Linked DNA regions of Rattus norvegicus: region 2 is linked to region 1. The links are chromatin contacts, called in public Hi-C maps. All regions are on one chromosome and are shown on one strand. Each heading gives the region's core, a stretch centred on a gene start, on an enhancer-like site or on the middle of the called end of the contact. The rest is flanking DNA. Distances are from core to core; before and after follow the strand shown.

Evidence for each region. A called contact is a pair of places that touch in the nucleus more often than the background predicts.
Region 2: a contact with region 1 is called in a Hi-C map of liver, with 3 times the contacts expected there. The contact joins the promoter of Dock5 here to the promoter of Cdca2 in region 1. A contact is called at or near these places in 7 of 12 Hi-C or Micro-C datasets (the Rat2 cell line, Schwann cells, frontal cortex and 3 more) and 1 of 1 datasets of contacts at active chromatin or transcription factors (oligodendrocytes).

Annotation. Positions count from the first base shown.
Region 1 is chr15:46,114,211-46,118,994 of GRCr8, forward strand. Cdca2 (cell division cycle associated 2) reads right to left here and starts at 2,816. Exons shown (of 15, transcript NM_001107273.1): 1 at 2,645-2,816; 2 at 2,366-2,429; 3 at 2,104-2,277; 4 at 400-554. The coding sequence starts at 2,429. It overlaps Kctd9 (potassium channel tetramerization domain containing 9), which reads left to right and starts at 3,677. Exons shown (of 12, transcript NM_001108871.1): 1 at 3,677-3,799. The coding sequence starts at 3,752.
Region 2 is chr15:46,331,426-46,336,122 of GRCr8, forward strand. Dock5 (dedicator of cytokinesis 5) reads right to left here and starts at 2,617. Exons shown (of 52, transcript NM_001372012.1): 1 at 2,396-2,617. The coding sequence starts at 2,438.

The DNA.
Region 1 (4,784 bases), core at 1,566-4,065:
CTGCTAGGGCATGCACTAGTTTAATAACATCTGAAAAACCAGGAGCTAAGCACACCAGAAGACAAGCCATTGTTTCTCTTTCTCCTCTGCCCAACCAGTAGTTATGAAAACACTAGAAATAGAGAAAAGCCACAGGAAGAAAACACCCAAGGGATGGGAGCTTTCCTCATTCCATGAAAATTTTACAAAACAGAAATCCTCTCCAGAAAGCCATTTCTGTAAAGACCACTAATCTCACTAAAGTTACACACCCAGCAAGTGTGTTACCTGCACAGTCCCTGCAAGACAGGGAAGGCAGTCTCCCCCAAGGTCTGAGTAGAAAAGTGCTAGAAAGTAGAAACCTTGACGAGTAAAACCATTTCCCTCACAAAACTCAGGAGCGTGCGGGAGGAAACATACCTCTAAGTAGGGATCGCGGGCCATTGGAGACCTTACAGCCTTCTTCAGGCTTCGCTGCTGAGCTATGAAGCGGATCAAACAGTTTGTTTCTGGAGAGCCCCGCACACCAACCGTAGAACGGCGTCTGTTCTTCTGAAGGGAAGATGATGACTTTCCTGCAACAAAACACTCCCATAAATCAGAACGGAACATGGCAATGGCTGGGTCCTGTGCTGGTGATGGGTCACCATAAGAGACAAAACAGAGTCCACACATGTAACAGAAAATTTAGTGAAGAGCTACTGGCAACGCTGCACGAACTGTCACTTGACCACTGATTCAACTCACGTTTCTAGATCAGCACTTGGCACACAGAAGGCCACAAATACTCCTTTAGTTTTCATTTGTGCCCCATAGCTCCAATACATAGAGAGGGCAGGAGTAACAGCTCGATGCTAAGACTCTCCTCTTGTTTATAGCAACAACCATGCACCTAAACTACAGTATGTTGTGGTTTCACTTACTGTAGCCATCCGGACTTGAAAGTATCACACGGGAACAGTTTAAAGCGTACCATTGCAAGCAGCACACAATCCACTATCTACCAACATCTAACCCTGACATGAATCTCCTGAATGGGCATGCTATATACCCTAAGGTCACTCTCTGGCTATCTGGCTGTGAGAGAGTCACTGTTTGGTACAGTAACTGTGTTCTTGCAAACGTTATTTTATTTTGGCCAACCCTGGCCTCAAGAGCAGTGATACTAGCAATTCAGCTAAGCTAAGAAGTGCTTCCTGTAAGGGCCCATAGGGTATTTGAGTAGAGAGAGAATAGTTTGTAATGGTCAAGCTTGATTCTAAACTCAACTAGTTTGAGGACATCTTGGATAGGGTGTGTTTCTAAGAGCCTGTCCACAGAGAAGTAGGCCACATCTCTTACTGTGGCCAATTTATAAATTAAGCATGATCATTGGTATGTATGCGTAGCAAAAATTATCTTTATTTTATGATTTATTCATAGTTTTAGTTCTAAAAACTTGCTGCAGCCCTTGGAACAGAGCTTCCATATAAGTTAGGACTGGTGAGACACACTGCTCATATTTTTTCAAAATTCTTTTTACTCTGGGATAAGCTACTTCACCTTCAGCATGCCATCCTGAATTTTGCTCACACAGCTATGTACACAAAAATGGATCTAGTCTTTAATGTGATAATTCGGAGCAATGCAGAATGAGTGTCACTTTGGCTTTGCCTAGTTCATGCCTTACACAGTATCACGGTGTGATTGGCTCCCCCAGTGTCTCATTATCCTTCTTTATAATCACTGTTCTAGAACCCAAAGGACTCTCTTCCTATATTTCCTTTGACATTGGGAATTTCATTCCTGAGGTTGAAGAAAACCAATATCTGGGTCTTTCTGTTTGGGATTTTTGAACGAGGCACAAAGCCTTGTCCCTTTTAACTTTCTTAACTGCCTTTCAACTTCCTCTGATTTTGAAATACACTGGTGGGCACAAAGCACAACTGATTCAGAAACTGTGTCATATTGGAAGCCCTAGGACTTTTTGATCCCTGCTATATTTGCTGAAAAGTCTCCCCAAACAAGCAAGTCTGCATGGTCAGTATAAATACACACAGAAAGAGTCAGACAGTATAACATGTATAATTCAGGACTACTAGAGTTATTGTTAAACTTGAAAAACTATACAAGAGCTTCTCTTACCTGAAGGGGTCTTAACAAAGCTTTCAGGTGTAATTCCCAACTGCTCTACGGTTACTGTGGAGAAGTCCAAAGGTGACTTAAAGGTATCAGGGGTGCAAAGATTAGGAGTCATGTCTGCTGCATGCTTCTGAGGGGTCACAAGCGGCCCGGTACCCAAGATAAAAAAGTCATTTTCTGAAAACGGAAAACACGTTGGAGGGTTAAACAATACATTAAAACACTCAAACCTTCCACTTAACGAGGGCAACAGGTCACCACATACCAGAATTATGACGGACACACTCCTTGGATTCAGAGAGAGGCTTGTTGTGTGAACTCGTATCCATCTGGAAGATGAGGAAGTTAAAGAATAAAATGTAAAAAATCTCACTACAAGCCAAAAAGAATGCGACGGAACTCTAACGCAATTAATACCACGGGAATACAAGCTGGAACGTTCTGATTAAAGAAACGGCGGGAGGTAGTATTGACTAAACAAAGCGGACCGAAATGATTTGTCCCGGCTTTGCATCCCTGAACCCCGGACGCATAGCAAGCCTACCTCTCCCGCCCGGGCCCCGCGCGTTCCCTCAGACGACTACGACAAGCGTCGCGGAGGCTCCGTTTCAGAGAGCACCAGAGGCCCGGGAAGAACCGGGAGGGCTTCCTGCAGGTCGCTGCACACCTGGACACACCACGTCCGGAGGAGGCGATCAAGCTCCGCTTGCCCGCCAGCAAATTCAAACCGCGGCCACGCCCCCGCGGAGGGATCTTGCGGAACGGTGGCCCACGTGTGTGTGCATCCCGCTCCCTCCAGACCTTACTCTCGTGCTCTCGGACGGAGCAGGGAGACTCTGTGTGTTCCGGAAGAATCACAGACAGCCATGAAATGACCCTGGAGAGACGAAGCTGAGGCAAAAAGGTGTACTGGGGACTACCGGTGAGTTCCGCGGAGCAATACTTCAGTTGCGAACAAATCCCGCCTCTAACCTTGGATTGGCTGCTGGAAACTTCGAAAATGAATCACCTGACCAATCGTGACAGAACCGCCGGATAGTTTACTCTATTAGCCAATCCAGATACCAACCGTTACCTCGGTGGGTGGGTGTAGTAGGAGGAGCTAAAGCCCAGCGAGGAGTTGACTGGTATATGGGACTTTGGCGTCCCGCCTCTTCCTTCTCTTTATGCAAATAAGCACTCCTACACTCCGACGTGCGCCTGCTCAGTAACGCTTAGAGCGGCCCTTTGCCAGTAGCTTCTGTTCTGATTCGCAGATACTCCTTTCCGTCAACCAGCTTTCAGCCTCTCTTTCCTTTCACCGCCGTCTAGTATTACTCTGAGCCCACCCTCCAACCGAACGCTGATTGGCTTAATGCTGGCCAGTGCGGTCCGTTGATTGGCGCAGGTCAGTGTCAATCTGGGCGCGCGGTTGGGGGAAGGGCCGCTAGCAGGCTGAGGAGCCTAGGGGCGGGGTGGGAAGGAGGATCGGCCAACCCTGGGGTGTGGGACAGAGGGTGCGTGCGTGAGGAGTGTGGGGCCGACCAGGAAGGTGGCGAAGGGCGGAGAGTCCGGGTGGGAGGCGGGAGGGGTCTCGCGGGCGCGGAGCGCGGCGGGTGGCGGGCCGGGAGAGAGGGTGGCGGCTCCCTCAGGACCCGGCGCGGGCGGAGCGATGCGGCGGGTCACGCTGTTCTTGAACGGCAGCCCGAGGAACGGCAAGGTAAGCGGCAGCGGGGGCGCGACCCGGGGACCCCCGCAGCCTCCGACAGCCCCGGGCAGCTCGGCCACCGGAGCTCCGAGGCGCCGCTGTCACCTGAGCAGCTGGCCGAGGTCCCCTCCCATCTTCCCGCTGCGCCCTCCAGTCCTTATCCGTGCTGAGTAATGCTCAGCCTGGGGAGGAGGCAGTGATCACAGAGGCGAGTGACCCTGGCCAGGTCGGGAGAAGGAAACTCCAGGGGACAGTCGAGTGACATCCTCAGAATGAGGACCTGGTCTGGACCGCTTTCCTCATCTCTCAGGGTGCCCCGGGCCCCTTGCCCCACCACTGTGCAAACTTTTATACACGTTTTATTGTGTCGCCTTGTTTTGGTTCCTTAAAGGATGATGACAGCAGACTTTCGGAATGACTTGATTTGACAGTAGCCTTAGCTGCATTTAGGCCTCCGTGGAGGGCGTGGTGCTAAATATTTTTCCGATGTTGCAGCTGCCTCTTGCCCCACCCTTGAAAGTTATTCTTTGGAAAATATTGGCTGTTTCTGGCGGACTAGTAATGTGTGGTTAAATGATTGCCCCACACATTAACTAAGCCTGTTTAAAGTCTCAAAAATAATGAACCTTTTTAAAGTTTCAGTTCAAGGTACATCGGCCAGAGTACTCTGATTCCCCTACGTATACACAGCAGAACTATTCAAAGGCATTAAAGTTGGGGGTTGGGGGGGGCGGAGTTTTTCAACCATTCTGCAGTTTTGAATAAACAGATTCTGGAAATCTGATCCACAGTGGGGTTTGTGCTCTGATTTTAGTTTCCTAAAAGATTTGATATTCACACAAAAATAGTGTTCACATTAGCTCAACAGTGCTTCAGAAATACATGCTGAAAAGCTGTCAGTTCTGATCGTTAACTCTTCCTTAACCAACTCTGGAGTTGGCTAGTAGTCTGTGTCGTTTTTTATTGAAAGATTTAGTGTTGCCAGTTGTATTGATAT
Region 2 (4,697 bases), core at 1,367-3,866, 220 kb after region 1:
AGTTCAGCACCAGAAAGTCTCACCCCAGCGTGGATGAAGGTCTCCCCCTTCCAATACCCTTGCACCCTCTCTGTATGTGCAATTAGGGAAGCAGTAATACAATTAGCCATGCTGGGAATCGTGACTTTAATCTCAGTACTCAGTGGGGCCAGGTTCAAACACAGGAGTTCGAGGCCAGCCCGGTCTACAAAGTGAGTTCCATGTCTCACTCAAAAAACCAACTAGTCAGAAGGGGTCAGAGGGAAGGGTCAGGATCCCAGAAGAGACACCAATGACCCTCCCTAAGCCTTCCTACATTAACAGTCAATAAAGCTGATCTCCTGGCTGCTAGCAAGCAGTCCCAGCTGTTCTGCCGAAGAGGCTAGCAGTCCCTGGTAGGGGAGATGGGATAAGGCAGAAAGTAAGGGATGGCACAAGAGATTGCAGTGAAGAGCTGCAGAGTGAAGGAAGGGAGCGGAAGGCAGAAGTGAACCACAAGGAAAAAGGCTGGAGTGTGGGGTGCAGCGTTTGGCTGGTGGGGGGACAGTCCTGCAGATGGGGCACAAGCACAAGAGAGTGAAGTCACAGAAGTGACTCTCCATGGAATATTGAACCACAGAGGTGAGTGGACTCTCTACAGTGTCACAAAAGGAGGATAGGGACTTCAGTGTGGGTGCTCTGACAACTCAGGGTCTCCTGCAGCCCGGGAAGGTTTCCGAACACAAGAGCAGAGACACCCCCCTCCACACACACACACACACACACACGAAAACTCATGCCTGACTTGAGTGCATAGTCTGTGCTTCAACATCCACACCTACCTGCATCTGCTGTGTTTAGCGAAGTAAATGTCCCAGATTACACCCTGGAACAACTTTGCTAAGCTCTGTCCCCTGGAAACACTATTCAATCGCTTTCAATGCCCTCTGATAAATAACCAAAAACCTGACTACAAAATATGGGAAAATGCAGGAAACATTCTTACTCCTGTGCCTATGACTATATACAGCACACCATCGGAAACATACTTGCTGGGAACAACTTGTAACCCAGGTTAAAGTTAGAAAGCATGTCTTATTCATTAACTAGTACTCTATACTGCTTAAATAAATTAATGTCCTCTTGTGGTGCAGAAGATGGAAGCCAGGGCATGCTCTCTGATTGTCACATATTTCACTTACACAATGACCAGCTACTTACTAGCAGGTATCTAGCCAAGTACTTATCAAGGATAAGTCAAGACCTGGTGATCTGGGACTGAAGAAACCTCACCTATCCATATGGCCTGCAGCCATGCGGAGGAGCAAAAATTCTAAAAGTAAAGCCAAATTAAAAAAAATGTTTTGGGAATATACACATAGATATATATTTGCAGGCTTTCAATCTGCATCAAATTATAATATACTAAGGACGGAATTAATAATATACTAAAGCCTGAGTTCTGAGTCCCGGTTACATAGGCACATAGGATTATGTGTCTGAAATGAGTTTAGATGTCACAGCAGACTAATAACTTTAGGCAGTGTTCTTGCAGGTCTGGGATGTGAAGGAAAAGAGGTGCACTGACAGAACGAATTAAGGGATTACATTTCAATCGTGCCAACTGGGTGGACCTGGGAGAAAGTGATAGAATTCTCACACAACACATTTGTTTATCCCAGAGGCTCCATTTAAAGTCCAATTGTCATGGCAATCGTCCTGCTAAAGGTGAGTGCTTCCTCCCTGACCTGGCTCAATGAAAAGTGAAAGTGGAAAGTTTTCCCACCTGGGTCCAATCTCTCAACGCCACGGTTTCAGATCCAAACCCAGAGGCCAGAGTTCAGAAATGACGCTGGAGCGCTAGCGTACTGTGAACACAAACGCCACGCGCTAGCGCCGGACCTACCCCTTTCCTGCCCCTTAGGGAAGCTGTGTCACACCTCTCCCTCTATGCTAGTAGGTCAGATGGCTGTTCTCACACACAGCCCCCGGACCCTCTTGCCCTCCTTCCCACGCCACACACTTCCTGCCTCTTCCATCACCTCCACTGGCAGCTTCGGCTTCCCATTTTGTCTCTGACTGCTGTCGGGACTGGGACTGCAGTCTTAGGGAGGGAGGGAGGGAAGGAGAGGGACTTAGGGGCTTCCGAGTGGGATCTGGGAAAGGACGCTCGCAAAGCACACCATCCCACGTGCGGCCCTCGCTGACCACCTACGGCAGTGGGGACCCCGCGCGCTCCCACAGTGCGCGCCACTAGAGTTGGGGTTCGGACGGGGAAGGATCTGAGTCCCCAAGCCTAAAAGCACTTTTACATCAGAGCGGGTTGAAATCTCGGGGTTGCAGCACCGGGACCGAGTAGCCGAGTGTGCGCCAGCTCCGCGGGGCCAAAGTGGACTCAGTGGCGCTCAGACGAGGGTGGGGCGGGGCAAGCACTCACCAACCCCGTACTTCTGCCTCTTGGTAGGGATCCAACGGGCCATGGCGACGACTTCGCCCCGCGGCGCTAGCGGCTACAGCCACTCGTGCTCGGAGCGCCCCAGCGCCGGTCGGACTCCTCCGCCATGTTCGGGCAAAACTTGGGCGACTTTGGCGCGCCGGCCGCGTCCACGCCGTCCCGCCTCGCTTGCGCCCGGTGCCCCGCACGCACGCCCGCTCGCCCGCGGTCACCTGCTGGGGCCGGCGGTCGTGCAGCCCTGCGCGCCCTCCCCGGCGCCGCCTCGGCTCCTCCCGCTGGCCGCGCCCTCTGCGCCCCGGGGCCGCCCGCCTCCCCCGCCGGCTCCGCCTCGCCCGGCTGGAGCCGCAGCCGGGAGCCGCCCGCCTTGTCTTCCCAGCGTCCGCTCTGCGAATCCCCAGCGCTCCCGGGCTGCGCTGCGGAGCGCGGAGGAGGAGCTGGTGAGAGTTACTGGTCGCCTCCGGACCTCAATAAATATTTGTTGAATGAATGAGCCGTGTGCTCCCGCCTTCGCCTCCGGGAGCGTCTGCAGCAGCCCTGAGAGCCGGAAGCCGAGCTTCAAGGTCCGCAGGGAACTGTTGAAGGGGACCGGGGCGCTTCGGAAGTATCCAATCTAGGGGACCCTCTGTTAGGACACTTGACAAAGCTCAACTCTGGAAACCCCAAACACAGGGACTTATTTCTCCCAGTTGGAGCAACTCAAACTTTCACACTAGGGGAAGAAGTCTGCTCTAAGAGGTTCCCCTTTCCAAATGACTCCCTGCCCAGAAGGCTTCCTTGTGTGGAGGACGCCAGAACATCTACCACCCCTGACAATCCCCTTTCCGGGTCCTTTTCCAGCCTGGGACTGAGGACTCCAAAAGGCAGCTGTGTGTTGAACTGCTCAGGGGTGCGCTTGGCGCCCTCTGCCTGCGGGTAGACGCGCTTCCCCCTTGGAGAGGCCTTCAGAATGAAGTAGAAGCTACTTAGTAAAGGGACACCTCACACTTAGAAGTAAAATATCAAACTAACTAACCAGTTAGCTTCGCCATCTGAAAAAAAAAATACCTCATGCGGGAAATTGTGTTGTTTTTGGGATCTGTGAATGTGAAGGCTTTCTTGCCAGTTTGGAACCTGACAAGAACAGAACGTGTAATTAAAACACAGTAAAAGACAGTAACGCTTGATTAGAGATGAGTGAACTCTGGTGACTTTTTGCAAACCATGTCTGAATATTTTTTTTTAATCCTGGTTTTCCTCCTGAGAAAGTAAGTTATGAACTTGGAGCCCTGGTTGAAAGAAACATAATAGGTACCCATTATGTGCCTCGGCCGTCTTAAAGTGGTTCGGTCACAACTTTTTTAAATGTCAATTTTTATTCTTGATAAGGGCGAATTTAAAGTTAAGCATGATTACATAATGTGTCATTTATTCCCTTTGTAATTTAAAGTTACATGTTCATTGTGTACGAAATACTGAGTGCTTAAAAAATATAAAATCACCAAAGAATTTAAGCAGTAGGAAAACAACCAACCAAACTACAAACTGAGCTATGTACTAAACAGTTCTCAAAGGAAGAAATTAAAAATGGCTAAGGAAACACTCTAAAAAAGAAAGAAAAAGTTCCAATAGGAATCTATTTATAATACGCAGCAAGACTTATTTCCATCAGTGTAGACCTGACATCCACAAAGATTTCCACCATCTTCCCAAAATAACTTCTTGGTCAGTGACTTAACCACCCAGGTTAGATAATTTCTTCTTCCTTCCTCCATAAGTGACCTACTATGTGTTGGGCACTGTTCCTGGAATGGAGTTTCAGCAATGAGGTAAATGACACTCCTACCTTCACGCAGCAGTTGGAAGAAGTTAAGACTTGAAATGCATACCAAAGGAGGCTAGGCCCCCAGAGAGAAACACTAGCCAGGAGCGTGGGGAGTATGGGTGCCAGAGATTTACACAGACGCATCTGGAAAGACATCTGAGATAAGGAGAGACTGAAAGGCAGAACTACCGGAAGTGAGAATGACCCCATGATAAAAAAAGGGAAGTGTTCTGGACTGCCTGAAAGGCAAACGCAAAGGCCACGGAGCAGGTCTAACAGGCTCCAAACTGGCAGAGTCCTGGACAGTGAATGATGGGAGTTAGACAGGAAACTTGGTTCAAGAGGCAGAAGTAAAGGCCATGACCCGGACGAGGACTTCCTGTGTTATTACAAATTCTAAAGGTTTTGAGCTTGTGTTGGTGGGGATACCAGACACTTTCCAATTGTTTCTGCTGTGCTGTGAACCAACTCTAAAGGGCTAAG